2 separate regions of the Zea mays genome follow, and region 1 is linked to region 2. The links are chromatin contacts, called in public Hi-C maps. All regions are on one chromosome and are shown on one strand. Each heading gives the region's core, a stretch centred on a gene start, on an enhancer-like site or on the middle of the called end of the contact. The rest is flanking DNA. Distances are from core to core; before and after follow the strand shown. Region 1 holds the start of LOC103652598 (serine/threonine-protein phosphatase 6 regulatory subunit 2-like). Region 2 holds the start of LOC541763 (myosin 1).

Evidence for each region. A called contact is a pair of places that touch in the nucleus more often than the background predicts.
Region 1: a Hi-C map of tassel shows a contact between it and region 2, with 1.6 times the contacts expected there. The contact joins the promoter of LOC103652598 here to the promoter of LOC541763 in region 2. A contact is called at or near these places in 2 of 25 Hi-C or Micro-C datasets (ear and tassel).

What each region holds. Positions count from the first base shown.
Region 1 is chr3:226,831,807-226,838,345 of Zm-B73-REFERENCE-NAM-5.0, reverse strand. LOC103652598 (serine/threonine-protein phosphatase 6 regulatory subunit 2-like) reads right to left here and starts at 4,719. Exons shown (of 19, transcript NM_001346783.1): 1 at 4,407-4,719; 2 at 3,458-3,561; 3 at 2,758-2,844; 4 at 2,597-2,672; 5 at 2,410-2,484; 6 at 1,923-1,976; 7 at 1,588-1,647; 8 at 1,395-1,511. The coding sequence starts at 4,445.
Region 2 is chr3:226,511,032-226,516,817 of Zm-B73-REFERENCE-NAM-5.0, reverse strand. It overlaps LOC541763 (myosin 1), which reads left to right and starts at 3,817. Exons shown (of 39, transcript NM_001111455.1): 1 at 3,817-4,194. The coding sequence starts at 4,192.

The sequences.
Region 1 (6,539 bases), core at 3,470-5,969, 320 kb before region 2:
CACATGCTTACTAAGCCATTTCAGTTGGCTGGGAGAATCCAACATGTTGACCATCATGGCTGGCCACTGCCCGCCACTAACCTTTGGAGGTATACAGACAACTTCTCTCATCTACACATCTCATCTCCTCTGAGCCAGCATCAGCAACTGGTCAGGTTGTGAATGAAACGAGCAGAAATGGTGCATCCAGATTCAACAATGTGTCGTAGTACATGCTTCAAGGTTCACCTTTGCCAATCTGGTTGCAGCGGTAACTGAATCAAGCTATCAGCAAGGTGATTAAGGATATCTGGATATGTGTGCAATTTGATGGGGAGAGTCAAATGGACAGGAGACTATCAATTTGAGAAGAAATGGCAATGATTTATGGCTTAGCTGCAAGGTGCATTAGGGAAATATAGTAACAGAGGAGACTAGGAAGAAATGACTGTTCATGACTTCATGGAATGGGCTTTAAATAGTCCCTCCGTCCCAAAACGATAAGCGTATTTTGATAAGGGGAAATTAACACAAAATACATTTTGACCCTTAATTTCTCTTATAATAGTCATGTGAGCAAAAAACAGTATCACCTCAGAGGCGCCTTGCATACAAATCTATTGATGCAGGTTCTGTCCTTAACTTGTACAGAATTTGAATAATTCTCGGTCAAGGTTTATAATATTTTCACATACAAGATATGCTTATCATTCCAGGAAGGAGAGAGTATTTATTATTTTAATTGGGTGTACAAGTCAACGCACAAGTGTATTCCTACATAGAAAAGCAACCGACAAAAACTGTTATAACTTAAAGAAAATCAGTCACCCAAGCACCGCCTGCCACCTAATACCTGATAAGAACATAGCCTACCTATCTATGATTAGGCACTAAACCATATAATATAATGCATAGCCAAAGCACTGCCAGTAAACTAGATTAGTAATGAAGGTTTCATTACTTTTAAATGTTTGGAGGATTACAGAAATTTATTTTCCAGCTTTCAATATGGTGGTTTCCCTGTTACTTTTGTTGCATAATTGAGATGGACACTGTTATCCATGTCATAGAGGTAAGAATGTTTCAATTGAATGCAAAGTTTCTGTTTCTGAGCAGACCAGTGATCAAATATGTAACTAAAAAAGAGCAGACCCAGTGTCAAGAGGCTCCCACATGAGTGGGATCTGGGAAAGAAATAACCGAGGCAAGCCTCCTCCCCACAAATGCGGAGAGGATGCTTCGAACCCGCGACCTAGTGACTCAGTGAGACAGCTCTCACCATTGCACCAGGCTTGCCCTTCAAAATCAAATATATAACTAAAATAGGAATTTATGCTTGCAATTTCCTGCCAAACGATGTCACCATCGCTTATGTCCTAAATATGTTCCCATGCATTAGAGATTTTTTAACTTACCGATGAGCCAAACTTGTCTGCAATCATTTCAAGGACATCTGTATTTTCTAACCACTGCAATGTATCACCATAGTTTGAATATATGGTCTCATCAGCACCAATCAGTCGTATCAGCACCTAAAGAATTCGGGGACAACATCAACCAAATGCACCCAACAATTCATTAATTTAAAATAATTCATGATAAACTTACCTCCATTATCGATGTGATGCCAATCAGGTCAACAAGCTGGACAACTATCTTTGGATGCCCCTATAAAATGCAATAATAAAAGTCCCATAAATCTATTTGAATGTTGAGTTCAAAAGAAACTATTAGCTTGTAGACAAAAGGGTACCCCAAATTTTGCTTAGGAAGATTTCATACAGGTAAGAGTATAGGTAAAAACTAAACCGAGTATTAGAAGACTAGGAATTAAACAAACCATGTGAACATAAAAACATGAGAGAAGGACAAGTGTGATGCAAGACTTTGTATTTAAATACATAAAATAAATTATCGTTTTCACAAAAGGACACAAGGAATACCTGAACATAACTCATAAGTGGAGCAGTCTTCCTCAGCATCAAACATATTACCACCTATACATAATTATATAATTTACTAAATTCAGCCTCAGCATAAAAACGACAGAATGAAGTCTAGCCCAAAAATTACAAACTTCTCCAAAAGACTCGACACTATCTGATGATTCAGATAAACCAGATTCTCTTTCACAACGTGGCTAACAAGCGCAGCATGTGGCGTCTCAGGTGCTCCTCATGAGATCATCCGCCCCTGATCTCTAATGATCTAGTGGGTTGAGAGGGTTTTAGTAGACTGTTTTTGTTTGAGACTTGGACACTTGGTTTATTTATACCCATGGATGGAGTAGTGTGCATGTTGTGGGCTGGGGGCATCACATCTCTCCTGTTCTCTGTAGACTTGGTACAGTTTATTTCCTCTATCTTAGTGTCATATCACGCAATTCTCCATTATTATTTGAGAAAAAAATAGTCAGATTGACAAAGTTACCTTACTGAAGTAACCAGACAATAATGTGCTATGTGGATGATCAGGTTTCACAAATGAGAAAAGCAAGTCCATTAGCTGCAACACAGACAAGGAGAAGAAAATAAAGTAAACCATAATTCAATAATCTACAGGTAGAAATTTTTCAAGGAAAAACTCCAAGGAGCAAATATATGACGAGAATGCCAACCTCTTCATCCTCTACTAAGGTCCTCAAAATGACATCGATTTCACAAGTAAATATTTCACAAGCAATAAAAGGGAACCTACAAGGAGAAGTTCAAATGAATAGGAACTTCAGGATTTTACATAAAATGACAACACTAGTTATCAATGATTCAATGGTCATACTTGAAGGAGCGCTTCCTTTCAGCATCCTCTGGAACTTCTTCCAAAATATAATGAAGCAACTGTTCCACCTGGGACTTGTCACGTAAGCTACACAGAACAATTCAAGTTACATAGAGGGAAACCAGTACTATTGGGTAAAATAAACACCAGCATGTTGCAATGTTCAAAAAAGGAAAACTGGATAAGGTTTATAATAATGCATACAGCAATATCCTCCAACAAGAAAATGTAACTACTCCCACCAGTGTACACACAACATTTCAGACAAAATGATTGAAGTGAATGCAGTATTCTGTATTCTTTTGTTTTCTGAAACGTCATGTAAAAGTGAGTAGAGGTAGTAACACATTTTGGCCCAAAGAAAAAAGTGCAACTCTTTGCAGATAATACAAACTATATATAGAACAGTACCAGTAATCAAATATAGAGTTCACTGAAGTACAATTTCATGTGCATATGAGGACCTTTGCAGGAACGATAAGTGCATAAAAAAATTATATCATATAAGCATACTTATTGACTATTATTTTTATTCTCTAATAGGCATTTCATTTGACGCCACAACCACTCCACTGTATGTATCAGAAGTCACAAGTGAAGTTATAATAAGACAGCCCACAAAAAAAAACAAATACTAATGTAAGTTCCATCAGTAGATTGAATATGCTGCTCATATCACAGAAATAAATAAGAAAATTACAAGTTTATGAGTCTTGAGTTCAGTGCTTTGCACTCCTGAATAATTTCATCCTCATCAAGAAGTTCTTCCAATGTAAAATTTTCTTTGTCCAGAATTGTATCCACCTGAAAAAAATCACTAAGTTAGCACAGTTAAGAACCTCTCTTTAACAATAAATGAGGAAGAAAAAAACGAAAGGCCTCCATGGTTCAAGCTATTTGCAGTGACTACTGAAAGAATAAGAATGATTCACGTTGACAGTTGTCAAGTTTGGAAATCACTTAAAAAGAAATTAATTTCAGATATATATCAAGTTGTACACACAAAATAGCACTGAAACAAAATTACAGATGTCACATCATTTTTATTTCCTATATATATTGTGACTATGCAAGTAATCCAACAAGGACATTCCCAAAAACAGAATTAATGGGAAGGGCATATTGCAATGGTACACTATGCCAGCATGAAATGCAATTCCTTTCTGGAGCAGCAGCAGTGCCCTATGCATAATAAAGCAGAATGCCACAAGACAATGTGTAATAAAATATAAAGCCACAAGACAATGTGTTCAGCATAAGAAAACAAACAAAGCCGCCTCTTTGCCATAAAATGAATCTCATCCACAAATAATTCAATCTTCCCCGAAACATAAGCCCAACCAGAACCAAAGCATATCATTCCTTTCAGCAGCACACGCTCTGATCCCACTGGCACCCTCAAATCCACGGGAACAGCATACACGTACTCATAAACGCAAAAATCACACATCCCTAAGCCACAGCACACTCGTACACTAATTCCAGAACGAAGTTCAAACGGGAATACACAAAATAAGCGAGCATTACGACCCAATCCAGAACAAGCAAACAAACCACCCCGCAGCTCAGTCACAGCGCCCGCACGCTCACGCTCTTAACCTGAGAGAGGCAGCAAAGGTGTGATGAGGAGCAGACGAATGGGAACTCACGGGCGAGGCCGCGGAGAGGCCGGTCATGCGCCAAAACATGGCGGCGGCGGTGGGACGACCAGCGGCGGATCTAGGGTTTGGGGCGCCGGGGAGAGCGAATCTGAGGGCGAGCCCACGCGAATCCGAGCGGCGGCGGCCGAATTGCCCGGCCGCGGAGGGCGGGTCGGATCGGGAGAGCGGGCGAGCGGATCGAACTGGGATCGCGAGATGGGGAGGGAGGCGCACGCTCGCGCGCACACACGAGACACGAGAGGATGAAAAAACAGCACGCTTTTCTTCTATTCGCCTTCCGTTTCTCTCTCCGTTTGGGAAGTTTGATTTGGGCTGGGTTTGGGGTTAATTGGGATTAGTTTTTGGTCCTGCCGTCTGGCCGAGACCGTGTGTTTCTGCGACTGGGCGCCGTTACTTTCATCGAGGCAGGTGGCCGGTGGCAATCGGAGGTTTCATTCTGCGGGCGCCACATCATGCAAGAGAGTGGATTTTATTTCCTTTACGAGGAAAATCAAAATTTATGAACCTGCAAATATCGGTAAAACAACAAATATTGTTAACTAAGAAAAATAACTCATGATAAAGTAATAAAAACAAAATAAGTTTTGACCAGGAAAATACATGCTCAATTATTTCTAGCACAGACTTCTTCGGTAAAGAGAAATTAGACGATAATAAGAGGTGCACTAATGAAAAAAGAGGGACAGTAGCTTCAATCTAAAGCATGTAATCTGAGTTGTATATCTCGATAAGAAGTTAAGACCTAAAGTAAGCGAAAGCCAATCCTTATGAGAATGACTACAAGCTTCGCAAGAACAAAAGACAAGGAATTAATCAGTTGAGATACTCCCAAATTATTGGTTCTCTCATGTACCTTGTTGGTGCAACCATACCTGATATCTCGTTTGCTATGAGAAAATTGAGCAAATTCACTTCTAATCTAGGAAGTGAACACTGGGGTGCACTAGAACGTGTAATGAGATACTTGAGAGGTATTTCTGCGTATGGACTTCATTATACTGGGTATCCTGCTGTACTTGAAGGGTATAGTGATTCCAACTTGATCTCAGGTGCAGCTGAGATCAAGGCCACAAGTGGATATATATTTGATATTGGTGGGGCTGCAATTTCTTGGATGTCTTGTAAGTAGACTATCTTAACGAAGTCTACTATGGAGGCGGAACTTGTAGCACTTGAGTCAGCCATTACTGAGGCAGAGTGGTTGAAAGAGCTCTTGATGGACATGTCAATGGTTGATAAACCGGTACCAGCCATTCTGTTGCATTGTGATAATCAAAGTGTGATCACAATTGTAGGCAATGTAAAGGAAAATGCAAAGTTCTCAAGACATGTGAAACGGCGAATCAAATCAGTAAGACATTTGATAAATACTAGAGAGAACGTCGTAGAGTATATTAATACTGCTCGAAACTTGGCGAACCCTTTTACAAAGGGATTAGTAAATGCTGTGATTGATGAAGCATCAAGGGAGATGGGATTGAAGCCCATGTGATGTTATCATACAGTGGTAACCCAATCTATGTGATCGGAGATCCTGTGAATTAGTAACTGGGAAGAACAAATTGTTTTGTATAACAAGAGACTATATTATTTTATTCGTTTTCTGCTAGAAGTTGCGTACTTTCGGTACCGCAAGGGAGGTTGACTTTTGTCTTAATGTATTGTGAGGCTTGTAACAGGCAAGGTACTATCCTGCAGGGTACACTTGTAAGAATACACCTATGTGAGTTTGACTGTGAGGTCGCGGTCTATGAGATATGGGTAATCTCAAAAAATCACTAAAAGACATGTGAGTATAACTGTAACGCTCCAATCAGAGGCATGGCTTTAGGCAGCCTAGTATCAATGATGCCTATAGGTGAAACCAACTTACACAAGACTAGCAATTCAAGGCTTTGTCCATTGCAAAGTCGTTTTTGGCGATTAACGCCAAAGGACCGCACCACCATTATTTTAAAATTTTCAAAAGGAAAAATCATTTCAAAAACCCTCTTGAAAGCTAAGGGGAGAATTTCTTCAGGGGGAGCTTTTATTTAGTCAAAGGAAAAGCATTTGAAACAGGGGGAGAAATTTGAAATCATATTCTTATACCTTTGGCTATTTGCAAAAGAATTTGAAAAG
Region 2 (5,786 bases), core at 2,568-5,067:
GAACCTCGGATACAAAATATATTGGGGCCTGCCTTTTGACTTGACCATCAAGCTTCTCCTGGACAAGCGCTGCACTTACCGCTGAGTGCGAAGCTGCCACATATAATAACAAAGGAGCCCCTGGCATTGGTGGAGTCAATGTTGTTAGATCTATTAAATATTGTTTTAGCTCTTCAAAAGCCTTCTGCTGGATTGGTCCCCATTGAAAGACTTCGGCTGACTTCAGCACTTCGAAGAATGGTAAGTTTCTCTCTGCTGATCTGGATATGAATCTATTGAGAGATGCCAATCTTCCTGTCAATCTTTGAGCCCCCTTCTTTGTAGTTGGTGGCTCCATCCAAAGTATAGCTTCAATTTTACTTGGATTAGCTTCAATTCCCTTTGTTGAAACCAAGCATCCAAGAAATTTCCCTTTCTTCACCCCGAAGACGCATTTTTCTGGATTTAATTTTAGGCCAGCTTGCCTGAAACTGGCGAAGGTCTCCTGCAGATCAGCAATATGATTCTCCTGCTTCGTGCTTTTGACAATGATGTCATCAACATAAGTTAGCACATTTCTGCCTATTTGAGATTGGAGAACCTTCGCAGTCATTCGGCTGAAACTTCCTCCAGCGTTTTTGAGCCCATCAGGCATCCGAAGATAGCAATATGTGCCACTTGGAGTTATAAAGCTAGTCTTCGGCTCATCTTCCTTCTTCATCCAAATTTGATGATAGCCTGAATAACAGTCTAACAGACTCATGAGCTCTGAAGAAGCTGCTGCATCAACTAAAGAGTCTATCCTTGGTAGTGGGAATTCATCCTTCGGACAAGCCTTGTTAAGATCTGTAAAATCGATGCACATTCGCCACCTGCCGTTGGCCTTTTTTACCATAACAGTGTTAGCTAGCCATTCTGGGTACTTTACTTCTCTGATAACTCCTGCACTGAGGAGTCTTTTGACTTCGTTGCGAGCACCTTCGACCTTATCATCTGACATTTTCCGAAGCCTTTGCTTTCTGGGTCTGAAGGATGGATCGACATTGAGCGAGTGCTCAATAACATCCCTATTAACTCCGCATAGATCATTGGCTGACCATGCAAAAACATCTTTGTTATTGAACAAAAACCTTATCAAGGTTTTCTCCTGCTCTTCGGATAATTGAGAGCCTAACAGCACCTTCTGCTCTGCTATGTCCTCACATAAAAGCATAGGCTTCGGCTGATCTGCTGAAGCTGCTTTCTCCCTTCTGAATTTGTACTGTTCACAAGCTTCAGCTCCATCTATGTTATGGATTGCTTTTGAGTCAGTCCAATTGCCTTCGGCCCTTCTTGCAGCTTCCTGACTTCCATGGATAGAAATGGGTCCCTGATCCGAAGGTATCTTCATGCAAAGATAGGCAGGATGAAGGATTGCTTCGAAGGCATTGAGAGTACCACGACCAATAATTGCATTGTAAGGGTATTCCATGTCAACAATGTCAAACACAACTTGCTCAGTTCTAGTGTTGTTGATGAACCCGAAGGTCACTGACATGGTGATCTTGCCCAGTGCTACAATCTGTCTTCCTCCGAAGCCACAGAGAGGATGTGTAGCATCATGAATCTTATCTTCTGGCTCTTGCATCTGTCTGAAGGCCTTAGCAAATATGATGTCCGCTGCACTGCCTGTATCAACCAAGACATTGTGGACCAGAAATCCTTTGATAACACAAGAGATAACCATGGCATCGTTGTGTGGGTAATCTTTGAGCTGAAGGTCCTCTTGGGAGAAGGTAATAGGAATGTGAGACCATCTTGACTTGATGAAGGGTCCTTGCACCCCAACATGCTGTACCCTTCTCTGTGCTTCCTTCTTCTGTTTCTTGTTAGCTGGCTCTGAGGACGAGCCACCTGTGATCGGGAGCACCAACTTCGGGTCCGAAGCAGCTCCAGCTTGGTCGTTGAACGAAGCCATCAGCTCAAAAAAGTGGAAGTGAGTTCACCGGAGGTGGGCGCCAATGTTGGGGACTTGTTCTCAAATGCTTAAGATTAAGAACAAGGCAACATAAAATGTTAAATGTTAATGCCCTTCGTCCATGAAACATTATTCCCTCAAGAACAATGGATCTTGGACGAAGGTTGATAAAAGTATAATTACGAAGCTCAAATCTTCGTAATAAAATTTCAGTAAAAAATTATGAAATGACATAAAACGATAGGTATGAAAGGAATAAATACATCGTAGATGAATTACATTGTATTTACATAATGTATTGAACTATTGAATACAATAATACCTTTGCCTTGGCAAAGAGTTGGATTCCGAGAGATACGATTGTAATTAATCGAATGCCTGAACAATAACGGAATACTGTTCACTATTTATAGGCACAGGACGCAGCCTGTGAGGAATTACAAGTATGCCCCTTATAAAAACTTACAACATTGACTCAGACCTTTATGGACTAAAAGGTCATTCTATCTTTAAGTCGGTTTGTAATGCCGAAGCTTTACGAAGAGGAACCTTCGGCTATCTTATACAAACAGCTTCATCCGAGGACCACTTCTTTCTATAAGACCTTCGGCGACGAAGCATAGACCCAACAGGGCCCATTTTCTTTTTCCTGAAGTTATCTATGCTAGTGAATGATTAGATCAAGACTTCGTCTCCCTAACAGCCTACCTCTCTTTGGCAACGCACCTAGCTTGCGGCGGGGTCGAGTGCCGAGGAGTTCGACAATGACGGAGAATGCATGGTCATATGGAGGCGCGTTGAAGCTGCCTTGGCGGTAGGATTACAGTCAGAGGAACAGGCCTGCTCCTGTCGGACCTAGGGACGACGAGGTCGAGGGTAGAGAATGTCGAGGCGGAGGAGAAGGCTGATCGACATGATCTATGGGGAGCGGTTGTCTAGCGACGACGGCGTGACCTCTAGGGGAGCGACACCCAGCGACGGAAGAGAAGCTTGTGTCCGCACGCTAGATCTGTCAGCCTCGCTACATGGGAAAGTGGAAAAAAAAGGCACACTAGACCTAGCTACCTCGCCGTGTGGGAAATGGAAAAATAATCACGCGGGTGTGAAGAATTGACGTCAACTGTATTTAGAGAGTGTCCATTGAATTACAAAATCTGGAGAGGAATGATGTCCAGTAAGTAATTAAATTTAGCAAGTCTATTTAAAGACTTGTTGGTGAGGCATTCTTGAATTTAAGATTTATGGAGTTGTTTGGAACAATGGCTATCAATTTTGAACATGTTATCATAAGCAAGCCTACACTCAAACGATTCTCGTCAATACTTTACTTATGCAGGAGGGTTCTATACCATCCTAAAGAAAACTAGACAATGCTCGTCTACTGATTCGTTCAACTTCCGTATGGACCTTTATGTTATAGGTATGTACATGCTATAATATTTTTCTCGAATTAGTAGAATCATTTTTATCCAAACAATTGTACATGCTAATTTTGTAAATATTTCAAATCTACTCTCATTAATTTCGCACATACTTCGTATTTGATACGACTCTCAACCACTTCTCCTCTCCGAAAACTGCTGATTTTTAGCGGGTTCTAGGGACTATTTTTCAGTCCCTCTATTTTATTATACTTTAGTCTCTAATTGCTAAATACAGAAACTAGAGTTTTAATTTTCATATTTAATAATTTAGGAACTAAAATAAAATAAAATGAAGAGACTAAAAAATAGTAACTAGAAACGAAACACCTACCTAATCCAGGATTTGATTGTAGTACTAGTAGGCTGTAAAATGATCTAGTTGGAAATTAGAAGAACTATAGGTCCTTGAGGCAAAAGTGCAGCTATTTAAATGCCTTTTCCCGTCCGGAAACTGCGCATTTCAGGACCAGAGCAGAATTCCTCGTTTCTTTCAAACCGCAAGAAAACTAAGCAGCACATAATTACCATTTCTGCCCTCCGTCCCCTCTCAACTCCGTCGTCGCGACCTGCCGCGCCGTCATCGCCGGCGGCGACCAGCACGTGCAGTGGACCAGTCGCGAAGCAACCGCGCAGAAGAGAAGGGTAAAAACAGGACTGTTGGAAGTCGAGTCGAGAAGCAACAGCAAGCAGCAGCTTGGGGGGTAGGTGGGGCAACGCAGCAGAGATAGTCCAATTCGCCGCCTTGCCGGCCACTGACCTCGCCGGCGGCGGGGTCCCCTCTGTTGGAGCCGACGGATCCGTTGCCCCCTCCTATCCGAACCTGATCCACCCATGGTACTGTTCCGGATCCTTTGCTTGTCTAGCCCTTTGCTTTCCCAACTACTGCTACTAGCTTGTGTGCTGGGCGTGCTTCGCTTCGCCTGGCTGCTGATTGAATCATATTTCGCTGGGATTCGCGACTCTGTATTGGTTCAGAATTCAGATGGCTTAATTGAGATGTGAGCTGCTGCTTGCGCATTCGGAAGCCTTAGTGTGTGTGTGTTTGTTTCTCTCACAAATAAGTTAAAATATGCTAGCATTGGGTAGCTTATTTCAGTTTATTTGTGATCCAAAAGTGTTATTTCACCTTCCTACTCTTTCACCATAATACAACTTATAAAATCTAGAAGAGAAACAAACATGGCCTTAGTCAATGATAAAATTGTCAACCCTAGCTGTATAAGTAAACGATTTCTTGCACAGCATGCTCTGCTCTCGGTACAGTAATTACAGCTTTTAAAAGGAGCTTCACAGCTATTTTTGGAGTTTGCTTACTTTCTGTGCGTGCCGATTTAAGAGGAAGCCCCACCCTGAGATTTTGGGGGTCCAGAATGAAATTTTAAATAGAGACCCTTGTTAATATTACATGTAATTTTTACCACTAAAACTTCAATGTGATCTATTAAAAATCATAACCTTGATAAGTTGTTTATGCTCCCGCGAGGGTGTTGTGTGACGTCTACCGTCACCATCTCAGCTGACTTGGTGTTTTTAGTTTGAGAAGTCACTTTATTCTGGATCAGGTGATTTATCATGGGTTCATCATATGAATTTTGATATATTTCTTATGTTAGTAATTATTATTAGCTAGTAAGGAACGAGGTAACAGAAGACCAATCCATTCAATTTCACTAACCAAACAAAAAATAATAATAAGTAAAAGGAGAATATAATACTTGTTCTTCTAACCGTACATTATGCGTTCATTATGTACATAAATAGAGTAATCTTATACTATTAATATTATTTGTGTGTGATATGGGGCCCTATGGCCTGAGGGGCCCCGGATCTGCCGCACCGTCCGACCCCCCCTCAGGGCCAGCACTGCTACCCTCACACACACCTTTTTTTGTCTCATTTGGAACTTAATAGACAACGTGATTGTATTTCTTGTACAGTGTTGTGTATTCACGCTACAGTATTCTTACTTCACTTAATAGATGAAAGCATCATGTTAAATATTAATGATAGAAAACCTAGCTTTTGTTTGCAATGAAGTTTATGTAGCAGTAATGTCATAACTGCTGAATAAGATATATATGAAGAATATTATATTCAGGTTTCACCTCTGATTTGTGACCTAGTGCGAAAGAAACCTTAGTTTGAGTTTGGATGAGCTTCAAGTTTGCTAGCAATGAATCAATGATGTTAGGGCTGGAAATAGAACTACAATTTTCATAGGTCAGTATGCACATTTCTTGTTGGTTGTGTATGAAAGACATTTTATATCAAGTAGGCGACCAAGGATGTTCCTTAATACAGGTCTGACTTAAGTTGTTCTAGAAAACATTGATTCTTTGACGAGCCAGCAGTAAGGACTAAATTAGTTTTTGATAGTTGCTATATAATTTTTTTATGTGGCATGTAAAATTTTAATACCACTATAC